Linked DNA regions of Mus musculus: regions 2, 3 and 4 are each linked to region 1. The links are chromatin contacts, called in public HiChIP or PLAC-seq maps. All regions are on one chromosome and are shown on one strand. The core of a region is the stretch at or near the end of the contact, and the rest is flanking DNA. Distances in the headings are between cores, read along the strand shown.

Region 1 (3,118 bases), core at 407-2,906:
GTGAAATTCCAGCCAGCATAACACCACCACCATGCGCTGGGCAGCTACTGCTCGTCACACGCTGAGGTAAGAACCGAGAGATGAAGATGATCCCCCCGCCCTTTCAAGGTTCGTCAGCTTGACAGGTGCCACAGAGCAAGGCGGTCAACTAAGAAAGGAGGACAAAAAGTGTCGTGTTGCTGGAGTTCCAGGCAGAGCTGTGCCACGGTACCCATAAGAGCCAGCCTCAGCCACCAGTCCTCAACAAGCCAACTACAAAAGCTAAATTAACAGCGACAAGCCAGTGAGGGCGAAGACCCCTGGGGGCTCCGCTCCACCCCAGCTTTATCTCTGGGTCCTAACACAAAAGCAAGGGCCTTTCACATCTTTACCTTATTACTTTTTATTATATGGGTGGTTTTGCCTGCATGCATGTCTGTGTATCACATACATGCCTGGTACCCAATAGAGGCCAAAAGATCACCTGGGACTGGAGACAAAAATAAAACAGAGACGGAAATGTGCCGTCTGAGCTGTTAAGTGCAACCCTCAAATGAGAATGTAGTTTTAAAGTAACTATAATATACAAAGAAATGACTGTAGAAACCTGGAGCGGAGCGGTTAAATAGATGAGCCTTTAAGTTCTCTGTTCTCCAAATGAGCCTCTAAGTTTGCTGTTCTTCACGTTGGAATCACCCCTGCCTTACATATCTTCACATCCTCCATCTCCGACCCAAGTATCACCTTGTTTAAAATGGCGACGCCCCCCTGTCAATGGCCATAATCTAGAATCACTTGGAAAGAGTGTCTCAACAAGGAACTGTCTATATTGAGTCAGCCTGTGTAGGCATAGCTGTTTAGACACTGTCCTGATAGCTCTAACTGAAGGGGGGAAACTCGCTGTTGTGTTGTGACTGACACCATTCTCTAGGTCTGGGCTCTGGACTGTTTAATAGTTGTTTCTCTCGACTCAGACGTGATTTGCAGCTGACTCAAGTTCCTGGCCTGGACTTCCCCGCGATGATGAATGGTAACCTGAAACTACAAACGAAATAACCCTTCTCCCTCTCCTAAGCTGCTTTCTGTCAGATATTTTACTATAGCAAAAGGAACGGAACTCTCCGTTTCCCTATCTTTCCGCTTTTCTCTGCCCTACTCCAACCCGATTCTCGCCCTATCACACGATCCAATTACGTGTAGGCGTGTGGTTGACCTAGAATGCACTGTGCACCAGGACAATGGCCTGTTTTTCTCACTACCTGGTGCCCAGCAGGTTTTCGAGAAACAGTTTTACAGCACTGCAATAACGTCCAGTGACACTGAGGGTCACTGGGGGGGGGCAGCCTCGCTGCAGCAGGTGCCCGGGATCCCCTCTGGCTGCGCGTCGTCTGGGGCCCTGTGGCTCCCCGGTGCGCCCCGGCGCGAGCTGCCAGTGAGACCGGGCTGCCCACCCCACCCCCCGCACTGACCTTGAGTTCCTGCGCGACCTGGGCCTTCTGCCGGTATATGGAGTACAGTACGGCGGTGACCATCGAACTGGTGCCCAGCAGGATGACCTGGCCGAGCGACGGTCGCGAACCGCTCTCCATGGCGACCCCAAGCCGCACCAGCCGCCTCGAAATCACCTGCGACCCCTACGCAGCCGCGCAGCCCTTCCCGGAACCCGTCGCCCGTCGATGACGTAAAAACCGGAAGTGGAGGACGGGGGTGGAGCAAAGACGTTGCCTAGGTGGTTGCGACGTTACTGCGGCCTCCTGGGAAACCGGTGGGGCTGGCTGTGGTCACGTGGGAGCTCTCCCTCCGGGTTTCTAGACGTTCTTGCTCCGTTATTGTTAAATGACATCTAATTTATCCTATGAGAGCGTGCCTTGGTGCACCTATAGAGGGCAGGACTCGATCTGAGCGTCCCGGTTTCTCCTACTTTATGGGTCCTTGGGATGGAACTCAAGTTCTTAGCCATGGTGGCAAAGCACCTTTACTCACTGGTCTGTTTCTCCAGCCCTTGCTGGATTATTTGATGTCGCCGCCGTCAGATGGGGAGCTGAGTAAAACGCGTGTTCAGCACCAAGAAGTGTTAGGCTTTAAGCTATCGGAGAACCTTGAAACCTGGCTTTTAAAGATGAAGAAACTAGCCCGGCGTGGTGACGCACACCTTTAATCCCAGCACTTGGGAGGCAGAGGCAGGCGGATTTCTGAGTTCGAGGCCAGCCTGGTCTACAAAGTAAGTTCCAGGACAATACAGAGAAACCCTGTCTCGAAAAACCAAAAAAGAAGAAGAAGGAGGAAGAGGAAGAAGAAGAAGAGAAGAAAGAAGAAGAAAAAAGAAACTGGGGCCAGAGGGGATGGAGAACATGGTCGGAGCCATACTGCAAAGGAGAGCTGGAGAAAAATTAGTCCAGCTTCAAAGCCCTCAACCACTACACCAGTTGAATTGATTCTACACCAGTTGAATCGCGAAAATAGCTCTTAATCTACTGCCACGCCACCCCCAAAACAGCATACTGCTTATTTAATAATAACAGCAAATATTTTTATTGAGTGACTATTATATGCCTTGTACTGTAGTTCGTATTTCTTAGGCCTGGCCTGTGTTTCACTCCACTATCTAGGGACCAAACCCAGGGTTTCAAGTGTTCTTCCACTTAGCTCCGTCCCAGTCACTCCAGACCAGCATTTGATGCATTCAACCACTGCCACAGTAGAGTTTCAGGAGAGGAAACTGAGGCTTCGGTTAAGAAATACACACAGTCCAGCACTCAGGAAGCAGAGGAAGGCAGACCTCTGAGTTCAAGGCCAGCCTGGTCTACAGAACGAGTTCTAGTACAGTTGGGACTACACAGAGAAGCCTTGTCTCAAAAAAACAAGTGGTGGGGAGAATATAAATACACTCAGACCTTTAACTAAAAATGATAATGGGCTTCAACCCAGGTGACCTTTGGAGAACTCGTCCAACTCCTCTCAGACATCAGAGTCGCCGCAAGTCTTAGCCAGCACATCTGCCTGCAAAGCCTGGGTTCTCCTTGCAGTGTCCTATAGGTTATCCTTTAAATTCCTCAAAATAGACCTAATGATATTCATTGGAGTGCTTTTTAAATAACAAAAGAATAAAAATGATCTAATTCCAATAGTCAGTTGGTTG
Region 2 (3,118 bases), core at 250-2,749, 110 kb before region 1:
CTCAGAAAGCCGTCCAGCACCTTTGCTGGGCCTCAGCAGGCCCTACCTGATAAATGGCACACCTGCTGAGATTTGGGGGAACTAGATGACCTGACTGCCAGGCAGGTTCTTAGAGACAGTGATGCCTCCGGAAACTACCATCCTTCTCAGCATGGGGCGGGGTCAACAGAACTACCTTCCTTCTGAGCATGGGGCGGGGGCGGGGTCAACAGAACTACCTCCCTTCTGAGCATGGGGCGGGGGCGGGGTCAACAGAACTACCTCCCTTCTGAGCATGGGGCGGGGCGGGGTCAACAGAACTACCTCCCTTCTGAGCATGAGGTAAAGGGTCAACAGGGCATCTCAGAAACTCCGGTTTAGATCATGACCCTTTGCCAGAAGCCAGGAACATCAGCCAGCCTTTTGTGAAGGCTGCCATCCTCCGTGGAATGCACTGGCAGGACCCCAAGTCCTCTGTGCACCCACCACCTCCTCAATGCAGCTCTGCTCTGACCTAGCCTGTATCTATGCCCAGGAATCCCAAAACTATAAAAAATTAAATCTGAACATAAATGTTTGTCTGGGGGAAAAAATACATGACTTAAACACTACTTTTCCTCCCTGAACTCTGCTTTCTAACGAACGTTTAAGATTTTTATTTATTTGTATGCGCTTGGATGTTTTGCTACATGTGCACCACATGTGTAGCTAGTACCTATGGAGGCCAGAAGGGGGCGCTGGATAGTACTGATGTCTCTGGCAGAAGGCTAGTGTGAGAACAGAATACGTTGAGGTTCCTAGGGACCTGGCACACAGTAGGTGTGCAGTAAAAAGCAGTTGGTTGACTCCTTGGAGATTGGCATTTACCTTTCAGTCTACAAAAGTTACCCCCCCCCCGTATGTGTGTTTCTGTGGGGGGAGTCTGTCTGTCTGTCTCACTCTGTACGTCTCTGTGTCTCCCTGTGTGTCTATGTCTGTCTATGGGTGTATCTGTTTCTGTCTCCCTGTGTGTCTGTCTATGTGTGTATCTGTCTCTATGTGTCTGTCTCTATGTCTCTGTCTCTGTCTCTGTGCATCTGTCTGTATGTCTCTGTCTCTATGCCTCTGTCCCTATGTCTCTGTCTCTATGCCTCTGTCTCTATGTCTCTGTGCATCTTTCCTGGCCAGCCTTGACTCCCCTGGAATGTCTGCCTCTCCCTCCCCAACAGCTGTACCAATCCTCCCCACCCCAGACCCCCTGGACCTTGCCTGAGGACCCGCCCATAGGTGGCTCCAGAATTCTCAATGGAGCCAGAGCTCTGCCAGCTGGCCCACCTCTCACCTCCCTCAGCATCCAGAAGCCGTGTCCCTCCACCTCAGCCAAGGCTTCTCTGATCCCCTGCTGTCACTCCATTTTCCAAACCAATGTAGCCTCTGCTGCAGTCAGAACCTCTGGGTGGGACTACCACCACCCTCTGCCAAAAGCCAGGAGCATGTGGGCACACTCAGCCCAGCCAGCGAAGCCAGCTCCGGCACCCCAGCACGGGGGCAAAGAGCATCCTGCGATGAGTCAGTCCCCACGGTGCCTCGTGTTAGACATGTTTTACCTCTGATGAGTCCGCCATTCTTGGCACCTAAGTCGCAGCGCAGAGCAGAACAGTCGAGAGAACAGTGAATATTTTGTAAGAGCCAGAGGCTCTGAAGGCCTGGTGGGGTGATGTTGGGGAGAGAGAGAGAGAGAGAGAGAGAGAGAGAGAGAGAGAGAGAGAGAGAGAGAGAGAGAGAGAGAGAGAGAGAGCAGGAAGGGGAGAGGAGGCAGACTTGAGGGGTGTCGGTACTGTGAAGTAGGGGTCGACGTGAAGACGTGAGCTAAGGTTCCCTCCCTCATCTTCTTACCTCACCTGTCGCCTCTCTGTCTTTCCTTTCTCTTTTTCTTCCCATTTTCCCCTCTCTTCCCTGCTCCCGCCCTTCTCCCTTTATCTCTCCTCACTAACTTATTCCTGTTATCCTTTTTCTTTTCAACCTACTCTTTCAAGTGGTTTTCCTTTTGCTCTTGTTCCTTGCTGAGCACCGTGATGGGTACCAGGACCCTGGTCTGCATTCCCACCACGACAAAGCTCATCCCATCTCTCTAACCTCACAGAGGCCAGCAGAATCAAGCCCAGCCTCCTTCTGACAGATGAGGGCACCAGGCATCCAGGCAGAAACCAAGTGTTGAGCAGGTGTTAGCCTGGAGCATCTCAAGTGGAACGCGCAGTCCTATCATGTCGGAAGCACAGCCCGTGCTTCACCTTTACCGATGGCGGACCAGAGGCTCGAGGAGATGTGTCACCTGCCTAACACCACCCCACCTGTACACGGCAATAACAGGAATCAAAACTAGACGCAAGTGGCTCTCGTAGCCATGATCGATTGTGCCCCTCGATGGTGAGAAACAGCTCAGGGGTTCTCAGAGCAACTGAACCCCTGAACCATGGGGGAGAAGTGGGAAGCTTGCTGCCCCCCTCCCTCAGCAGCTACAGGCTGTATTGTTCTTGTAACTCGTCAAGAATAGCCAGTATAGGGCCTGCCCGCCTGACTCCCTGTCCTTCCTTCCTTCCTTCTCTCTTTTTTGAGACAGTCTCACCAGAAAGCAGCCCCCTTCCTTCCTTCCTTCTCTCTTTTTTGAGACAGTCTCACCAGAAAGCAGCCCCCAGACTATACTCAAACTCTGAATTCTCCAAAGTACTGGTATAAGGGGTGCGAGCCACAGTCAGACTCTCAGTGCTGTTGCTTCCCAGAGCTGACCCGAGGAGAACTCTCTCATCCCTTCTGTGGGCCTCATTTTCTCCCTCAGCCTCTACCTAGTACCATGCTCTCTCTCTCTCTCTCTCTCTCTCTCTCTCTCTCTCTCTCTCTCTCTCTCTCTCTCTCTCTCTCACACACACACACACACACACACACATACACACACACACACACACACACACACACACACACACTATACCACAGCTGCACTGTCAGTCTCCCTCCATGGGTTCTCCTGATTCATCTCCTCCCATCATTCCCCCGACTGCTTCTCCTGCTCTTCTCTGGGTTAGCTAATTGGTTGGTTAAGTAATGACTGACTGATTGATTGATTGATTGATTATTGATTCTCAACAGATTTCCAGGAGAACAT
Region 3 (3,118 bases), core at 420-2,919, 90 kb after region 1:
CTGAACATTTGGGACTGCAGCGCAGAATGAAGTGAGCTATTTAGCACAGTTTAGAACTTTGGGTGGTTGAAACTAAGGCTGAATCCAGCTTCCTTGTAGGACGCAGGATTGGTCCTCCGGTGACTTCTGACTTGAGCCACCATATCCAAGAAGGGAAATGACAGGGGCAGATCACATAGGGTCTCACCGGCTGTGGAAGGGAGGCAGAGTTCCCTGGGTAACACTTCTTGGAGGTCTCTGTTGCTCCTTTTCCATACCTGCCTGGCTGAGAGCAGGCCCTGGATCAATACAAGTAGAAAGAAATGAAACATAAGACAGGCTAAGCTTTGTAACACCAGTCACCCAGAGACTGCACAGTTTACTTGACTCATAGAGTGAGTGCCCTGCAGAGTGGCCCCCATTCCCTCAGGTTCCCATGGGGTTTCTTCTGAAGCAGGAAGCCTTCTCAGGGAAAATCCCACTTTTTCCTGGAGCAAAACCAGTTTTTGATTTGCCAGGCACAATAGAGCATGCCTTTAATCCCAGCACTCAGGAGCCAAAGGCAGGTGGATCTCTGTGTGCTTAAGGCCAGCCTGATCTACATAGTGAGTTCCAGGACAGCCAAGGCTACACAGAGAAACCCTGTCTTGAAGGGGGGTGGAGTAAAACAGAAACATTCTTTTGTTTGTTTGTTTGTTTCTTTTGAGACAGGGTTTCTCTGTTTAGCCCTGGCTGTCTTGGAAATCACTCTGTAGACCAGGCTGGCCTCGAACTCAGAAATCTGCCTGCCTCTGCCTTCCAAGTGCTGGGATTAAAGGTGTGTGCCACTACTGCCCAGCCAGAAACATTCTTTGATTGGACCTTCGGATACAAGTCAATTATCATGGAATCCAAAAAACAGCCCCTGGCCTCTCTGTCCCATCATTAACTGCCTCCACTTGGTCCGTTGCTGGCTAGTTAGTTTGGCTCTTTAGTCTATAAAGACGTGACCATGGTGAATTTGTGTGTCTTGTTCATTATAGCACCCCTAGCACCCGTGGCAGTTCCTAGTGCCAGGCATGGAGTAAGTACTCAATAAATATTAGTCATCTGAAATGAGCCAGCCTCTGCAGAATGCTTTTCAGGGAGCTCAGCACGCTAGGCACACAGTACACGGCACAACAGCTGCTGTTGGCGCGTGGCAATATTAATTATAGACGGCATAGAGCACACTGCATGAAATAAAATAGTATGCAGTAAAGTATTAAAATATGGAAGAGGCCACACATGGAAGGTGTGCGGAAATTAGCCCCGGCAATAACAATATAGCACTCGGAGGCTTATAAAACCCCTGGGGTTGGGACTTAGCTCAGCTGGAAGAATGCCTACCTAGCCTGCATAAAGCCCTGGCTTCCATCCCCAGCACTGCATAAAACCAGGCCTGGCGGTGCGTGCCTGTAATACAGGAACTCAGGAGACAGAAGCCGGAGGCTCATGAGGTCAAGGTTATCCACGGCTATGTGGCAAGCTGGAGGCCAGCCTGGGCTACATGAGACTTTGTCTCAAAAATAAAGTTTTACATCCTTGGGACATGCTATGTCATTTTGTTGAAATCCTTCCAAGTAGATGACAGTATCAGTGTGACCCACGTGTGACAGACAAAGGAAGGATCCTGGGTGACTTAAGATGACTCAGAGCCACACAGTGAGCCAAACAGGAAGTTGGCCCAAATCCCATGCTCTTTTCCAGCCGTCCCCAAGCTGTGGGCCCAGAAGGGTAGGGATTGTGGCCACCAAGGCCCCACAGCCAAATCTTCACTCTCTGGACATCATCCCTGTCCTCTGTCTGAGCCAGACAATGGCACAAAGGTGCCTGAATTCTTGAAGGCAACCTGGCTGGAAGCGTGTGTCTTGCTTCCTGTTTCCCTCGGATGCCAGCAGCCCATCCTTCTCTTTGATACATATACGTGGTATTCTTCTATCCCAGAGCCTTTCGGAGCCTGTCTTCTTTTTTCGTCCATCCCCCTTTCTTCCTTTTTACCAACATTTGTTTTTGTTTTTCGAGACAGGGTTTCTCTGTATAGCCCTGGCTGTCCTGGAACTCACTTTGTAGACCAGGCTGTCCTGGAACTCAGAAATCCGCCTGCCTCTGCCTCCTGAGTGCTGGGATTAAAGGCGTGCGCCACCACCGCCCGGCTCCAACATTTTTATTTTTTATTTATTTTTTTTAAGATTTATTTATTTATTTATTTATTATATGTAAGTACACTATAGCTGTCTTCAGACACTCCAGAAGAGGGAGTCAGATCTTGTTACGGATGGTTGTGAGCCACCATGTGGTTGCTGGGATTTGAACTCTGGACCTTCGGAAGAGCAGTCGGGTGCTCTTATCCATTGAGCCATCTCTCCAGCCCCCCAACATTTTTATATACATGGTGTGTGTATGTGTGTGTGTTGTCTGTGTGTGTGTTGTCTGTGTGTGTGTCCATGGAGGACAGAAGGCTTCAGCTCTTCTAAAGCCAGAGTTACAGGTGTTTGTAAGCCACCGTACAGGTGCTCAGTTCTCCTGGAAGAGCAGAAAGTGCTCTTAATCACAGAGCCATCTCTCTACCCACCCACCATAGCCATTCTGTTATTTATCTCACCAAATCTATGACCTTGAAAATGAAACGGCTATCCTGATTCCCTGCTTGTTAAATGTCTGGTCTAGTAGTTTTTCACTAAATGGGAATGCATGACTCTATTCTTCTTGTGGCGACCAGCTGGTGTCACCTTCTGTGCGAGACATTGTCTCACTCCTGTGGCCGGCTTACTACTCTTTTATCATGTGTTCTTTTGGCATTTTATTTAATAAATCATCTAGCTTTGTGTCATGCCTCCTGGGTCCAGCCATCCTACAAAAGACAAGCTCTCCTTCATCCCTGTCTCCTGGAGCGTGGTGACAGACAAGCTAAAGGCCCCTTAAACATTTATGAGCTCACTGATGAGGTAGCTTTACCGCCGTGGCTTTGATTTCGGAAGTGTGGCCAGCCGCCAAGCCAAGCAGTCTTCCCAGCCTCCAGGACACATGATTCTGGGACTCAAGGACTGTCTGATGGAATGTGACCTGATTTGTAACAGGACAGGGACTTAGTTTGTGAATTTCAGCCGTCGGCCAAGAG
Region 4 (3,118 bases), core at 211-2,710, 65 kb before region 1:
TGTAGAGTGCATCTTGGATTCCCAGCTCCACATAAAGTGGCATGGTAATACCTGTCATCCCAGGACTCTGAAGGAGGAGGTGGAAGGGTTAAAAGTTCAATGTCATCCTTACCTACAAGAGGTTGAGGCAAACCTGGGCTTCACGAGACCTTTATCTCAAAAAGAATGGCCAGGAGACATCCAACTGAAAGCAGGAAATGAGCCAGCAGAAGAGAGATGAGAAGCTGGGGCAGATGCAATGGCACATACAAAGGGATGGCGTCAGGGATGAGTCAGGGATGCTGTCTGAAGGCTGGAAGGAAAAGCCCACGTGCAGAGTGTATAGGGAGAAGGGACAGGGGAAAGGGTCCACAGCTTGGGTCTCATCTTGAGAACAGCGGAGAGCCACTAGCTGTTTCAGAGCTGGACATGGAGCCAGGATTTCATGCTTGCACGTCATATTCTACCTCCTCAGGCCCCCGATGAAAACTCCCAGGACAACTGACCTAAGGTTTTATTGGATATATATATATATAGTTTTGTTTTTGTTATTTTTGTTTTTTTGTTTTTTGAGTCAAGGTTTCTCTTTGTAGCCCTGGCTGTCCTGGAACTCTCTCTGTAGACCAGGCTGGCCTTGAACTCAGAAATTCTCCTGCCTCTGCCTCCAGAGTGCTGGGATTAAAGGCGTGTGCCACCACTGCCCGGCTTAATATTTATTCTATGTGTGGATGTTTTGCCTCTGTGTGTATGTGTGTGTGTGTGTGTGTGTGTGTGTGTGTGTGTGTGTGTGTGTGTGTGTGTGTGTGTGTGTAAGTGTGTGTGTGTGTGTGTGTAAGTGTGTGTGTGTGTGTGTGTGTGTGTGTAAGTGTGTGTGCGCGCGCGCACGCGCGCGCTCGCGCAGTGTCTACTGGAAATGCTGGATCTCCTGGAACAGTAGTTACAGCTGGTTGTGAGGTGACATGTAGGTTCTGGGAACTGAACCTGGGTCCTCTGCACAAGCGCTCTTAGAAGTTGAGCCATTGCTCCAGGCCCTTGGCCTAGGGCTTTTAAGAGAGCTCACAGTCTCCTCTGTAGAGAGGGGAGGAGCCTTGGGATGGAGATCAGCAACAGAGTCCTTGAGGGCGCTGTACCTGCAGCCTGGTAGGACATGGTGGTGGTAGTGGAGGTTATTAGGGTGGGAACATTTCAGGGTGAATGGGGTGGGATGGGGCTAGCAATTGCACGAGTATAGAAAGTCAGGGAGCAGGAAGTGTCGCACAGTCACTGGAGAGAACCCACTTTGGCAGATCTCAGATCAGCCACGATCCTGACCGTTACCCTTTTCTGGCTGCTGCTGGGGCTGCCGCCTCTCCACCACGGCCACACCCACTAAGTGCACAGAGTGAGCTCACAGACAAAGTTATTCCTGCACCTTGTCTGGCTCTTTAAGGCCACAGATTGCCCAGAAAAAGGACCGCAGAGCTGACCAATCAGAACACCAAATCCCCTCAAGCAGCAGGGATTGGCTCTAACGTGAGCACCTGACCCAAGCTGAGCCAATACAGGTGGACACCTGGGGGCTTCCCTTGAAACTTGAACAAAAGCTTCAGGAAAGAGGACCTGCATGGAGAACAAGGCCGGCCTGAGGGCATGGTTCAAGCACCTGGATCCAGCCATGCCTAAAATCAGTTTCATGGATCAACAAATCCCTCTTTTTGCCTAAGCCCATCTTAAGCGCACACTTGGTGGTTGGGTCCAACTGCGTCCTGCCCTACTTAAGTCACTGTACTCAGTCTTGACACTCTACGATGGTGTGTGTGAGGTTCTCATCTGACCCTCCACTCTACCGGTGAAGCTAGCTGAGGGATCTCTTTTGGGGTTTTTTTGGGGGGGGGGCATTGTTTGTCTGGTTTTTTGAGACAAGGTTTCTCTGTGTAGCCATGGCTGTCCTAGAACTCATTCTATAAACCAGTCTGGTCTCAAACTCAAGATTTCTACCTACCTCTGCCTCCCAACTGCTGGTATTAAAGGCATGTGCCACCACTGCCTGGCTAAGGATCTCTTTCTTTTCTACCGCTTAATCAAAAGGATTCCATAGTGACGTGCACTTACCGGAAACTACATCTTTCGCTATCCTTTCTTGTGGAGCAACAGTAGATGCCTGCCTGCAGCTCCATGGTTTTGAGTCTCCCTTGGGCCAGTACAGCTTTCCTCCAAACTCCCACAGTCAGCTCTGCCTTCTGGGTAGTTCTCCCTCTTCCCTGGTGTCCAAACATTCCATGCCGTCTGGATTGGAAAGATGGCTCTGTCAGTCCAATTTGTACTCCTCAAGGACCCAAGTTCAGTCCCCAGACCTCACAGTTTAAAAAACTGGGCACAATGGTATACAGTCTTCAAATCCCAAGGAAGAGGAAGTGGAGACAGGGACTCCATGGCCAGCCAGAGTAGCCAAATAGGCTACCCCCCCCACAAAAAAACAAACAAACAAACAAAAAAAAACAAAACTCTAGGTCCCAGGGAGAGACTCTGCCTCAAAAAACATGGTGGATCGCCCCTGAGGAATGATGCCCCAAACTGACCTCTGGGTTATACATATATACAAGAGCACACACACACACGTCTGCTCACATAAACATGCATGTGCATGTTAAATGCTTGAAATTGTTAATACTGTGAGAGTTCAAGGCCAGCCAGTTCTGTATAGCTAATTCCCAAACAGACAGATATACAGAGAGGATGGGGTTGTCTATTTGTAGGTCCCAGAATCCCCTGGTAAAGGAACCTTTGTCCATGGCAGACAGGAGGAATTATTGAGGTTAGGAGGTGAACGGAGATGAGAAGGCTCACCTTAAAAGTGGCCGACACCATTCCCCAGGCTGGGGGTACCTGGAAGAATAAAAAGCAGACAGCTAGCCAAACCCCAGCATCTGCTCCTCTTCCTTCCAGACTCCACCTGCCATGTGACCAGCAGCCCCACCCTCCTGCCCCCACGTCTTCCCCGCCCCCCACGATGGACTGTGCCCTCCCACGGTGAGACGGTGAGCCGACACAAGCCCTTCCTTCTTTAAATCACTTTTGCCAGGTGGCACGCCACAGGCAGGAGAAAAGTAACTAGGAGGCAGCAAGCCAGGTCCAGAGCAAGCAGCTGGATGTGACTGCC

What was found. HiChIP or PLAC-seq counts read pairs in DNA pulled down with a chosen protein or histone mark.
Region 2: an HNF4G HiChIP or PLAC-seq map of pancreatic cancer cells shows a contact between it and region 1. The contact joins the enhancer-like site here to the promoter of Mul1 in region 1. A contact is called at or near these places in 8 of 39 promoter capture datasets (the C10 cell line, HPC-7-derived erythroid cells, embryonic stem cells and 3 more), 1 of 15 datasets of contacts at CTCF or cohesin (embryonic stem cells), 76 of 484 Hi-C or Micro-C datasets (the 3T3-L1 cell line, 3T3-L1-derived adipocytes, the 63-12 cell line and 44 more), 27 of 115 datasets of contacts at active chromatin or transcription factors (CD8 T cells, acute myeloid leukemia, bone marrow-derived macrophages and 13 more) and 3 of 9 other capture datasets (adipose tissue, embryonic stem cells and liver).
Region 3: a contact with region 1 is called in an HNF4G HiChIP or PLAC-seq map of pancreatic cancer cells. The contact joins the enhancer-like site here to the promoter of Mul1 in region 1. A contact is called at or near these places in 3 of 39 promoter capture datasets (embryonic stem cells and frontonasal cranial neural crest), 22 of 484 Hi-C or Micro-C datasets (3T3-L1-derived adipocytes, the AML12 cell line, the AtT-20 cell line and 17 more), 6 of 115 datasets of contacts at active chromatin or transcription factors (bone marrow-derived macrophages, embryonic forebrain, embryonic stem cells and 2 more) and 3 of 9 other capture datasets (adipose tissue, liver and pancreatic islet).
Region 4: an H3K27ac HiChIP or PLAC-seq map of embryonic stem cells shows a contact between it and region 1, with 6 read pairs. The contact joins the enhancer-like site here to the promoter of Mul1 in region 1. A contact is called at or near these places in 8 of 39 promoter capture datasets (the 3T3-L1 cell line, the C10 cell line, cranial neural crest and 5 more), 2 of 15 datasets of contacts at CTCF or cohesin (both in embryonic stem cells), 31 of 484 Hi-C or Micro-C datasets (the HL-1 cell line, the N1E-115 cell line, Sertoli cells and 7 more), 8 of 115 datasets of contacts at active chromatin or transcription factors (embryonic stem cells, epiblast stem cells and fibro-adipogenic progenitors) and 1 of 9 other capture datasets (pancreatic islet).

Annotation. Positions count from the first base shown.
Region 1 is chr4:138,433,210-138,436,327 of GRCm38.p6, reverse strand. It overlaps Mul1 (mitochondrial ubiquitin ligase activator of NFKB 1), which reads right to left and starts at 1,656. Exons shown (of 4, transcript NM_026689.3): 1 at 1,449-1,656. The coding sequence starts at 1,568.
Region 2 is chr4:138,544,837-138,547,954 of GRCm38.p6, reverse strand. No RefSeq gene overlaps it. Among named protein-coding and RNA genes, the nearest start is that of Gm32549, 50 kb to the right of the region's middle. Within about 2 kb of position 1,499, at least 10 of the 459 cell types and tissues checked have an H3K27ac peak or open chromatin away from gene starts, as enhancers often do. A contact at or near this core is called in pancreatic cancer cells, where this site is marked.
Region 3 is chr4:138,343,607-138,346,724 of GRCm38.p6, reverse strand. All of the region lies in intron 2 of Cda (cytidine deaminase), which reads left to right. Among named protein-coding and RNA genes, the nearest start is that of Pink1, 19 kb to the right of the region's middle. Within about 2 kb of position 1,669, at least 73 of the 459 cell types and tissues checked have an H3K27ac peak or open chromatin away from gene starts, as enhancers often do. A contact at or near this core is called in the NIH/3T3 cell line, adipose tissue, bone marrow-derived macrophages and 3 more, where this site is marked.
Region 4 is chr4:138,498,378-138,501,495 of GRCm38.p6, reverse strand. Gm32549 (a long non-coding RNA gene) reads right to left here. Exons shown (of 4, transcript XR_390857.3): 2 at 2,806-2,844; 3 at 2,071-2,244. Among named protein-coding and RNA genes, the nearest start is that of Gm32549, 3.5 kb to the right of the region's middle. Within about 2 kb of position 1,460, at least 7 of the 459 cell types and tissues checked have an H3K27ac peak or open chromatin away from gene starts, as enhancers often do. A contact at or near this core is called in embryonic stem cells, where this site is marked.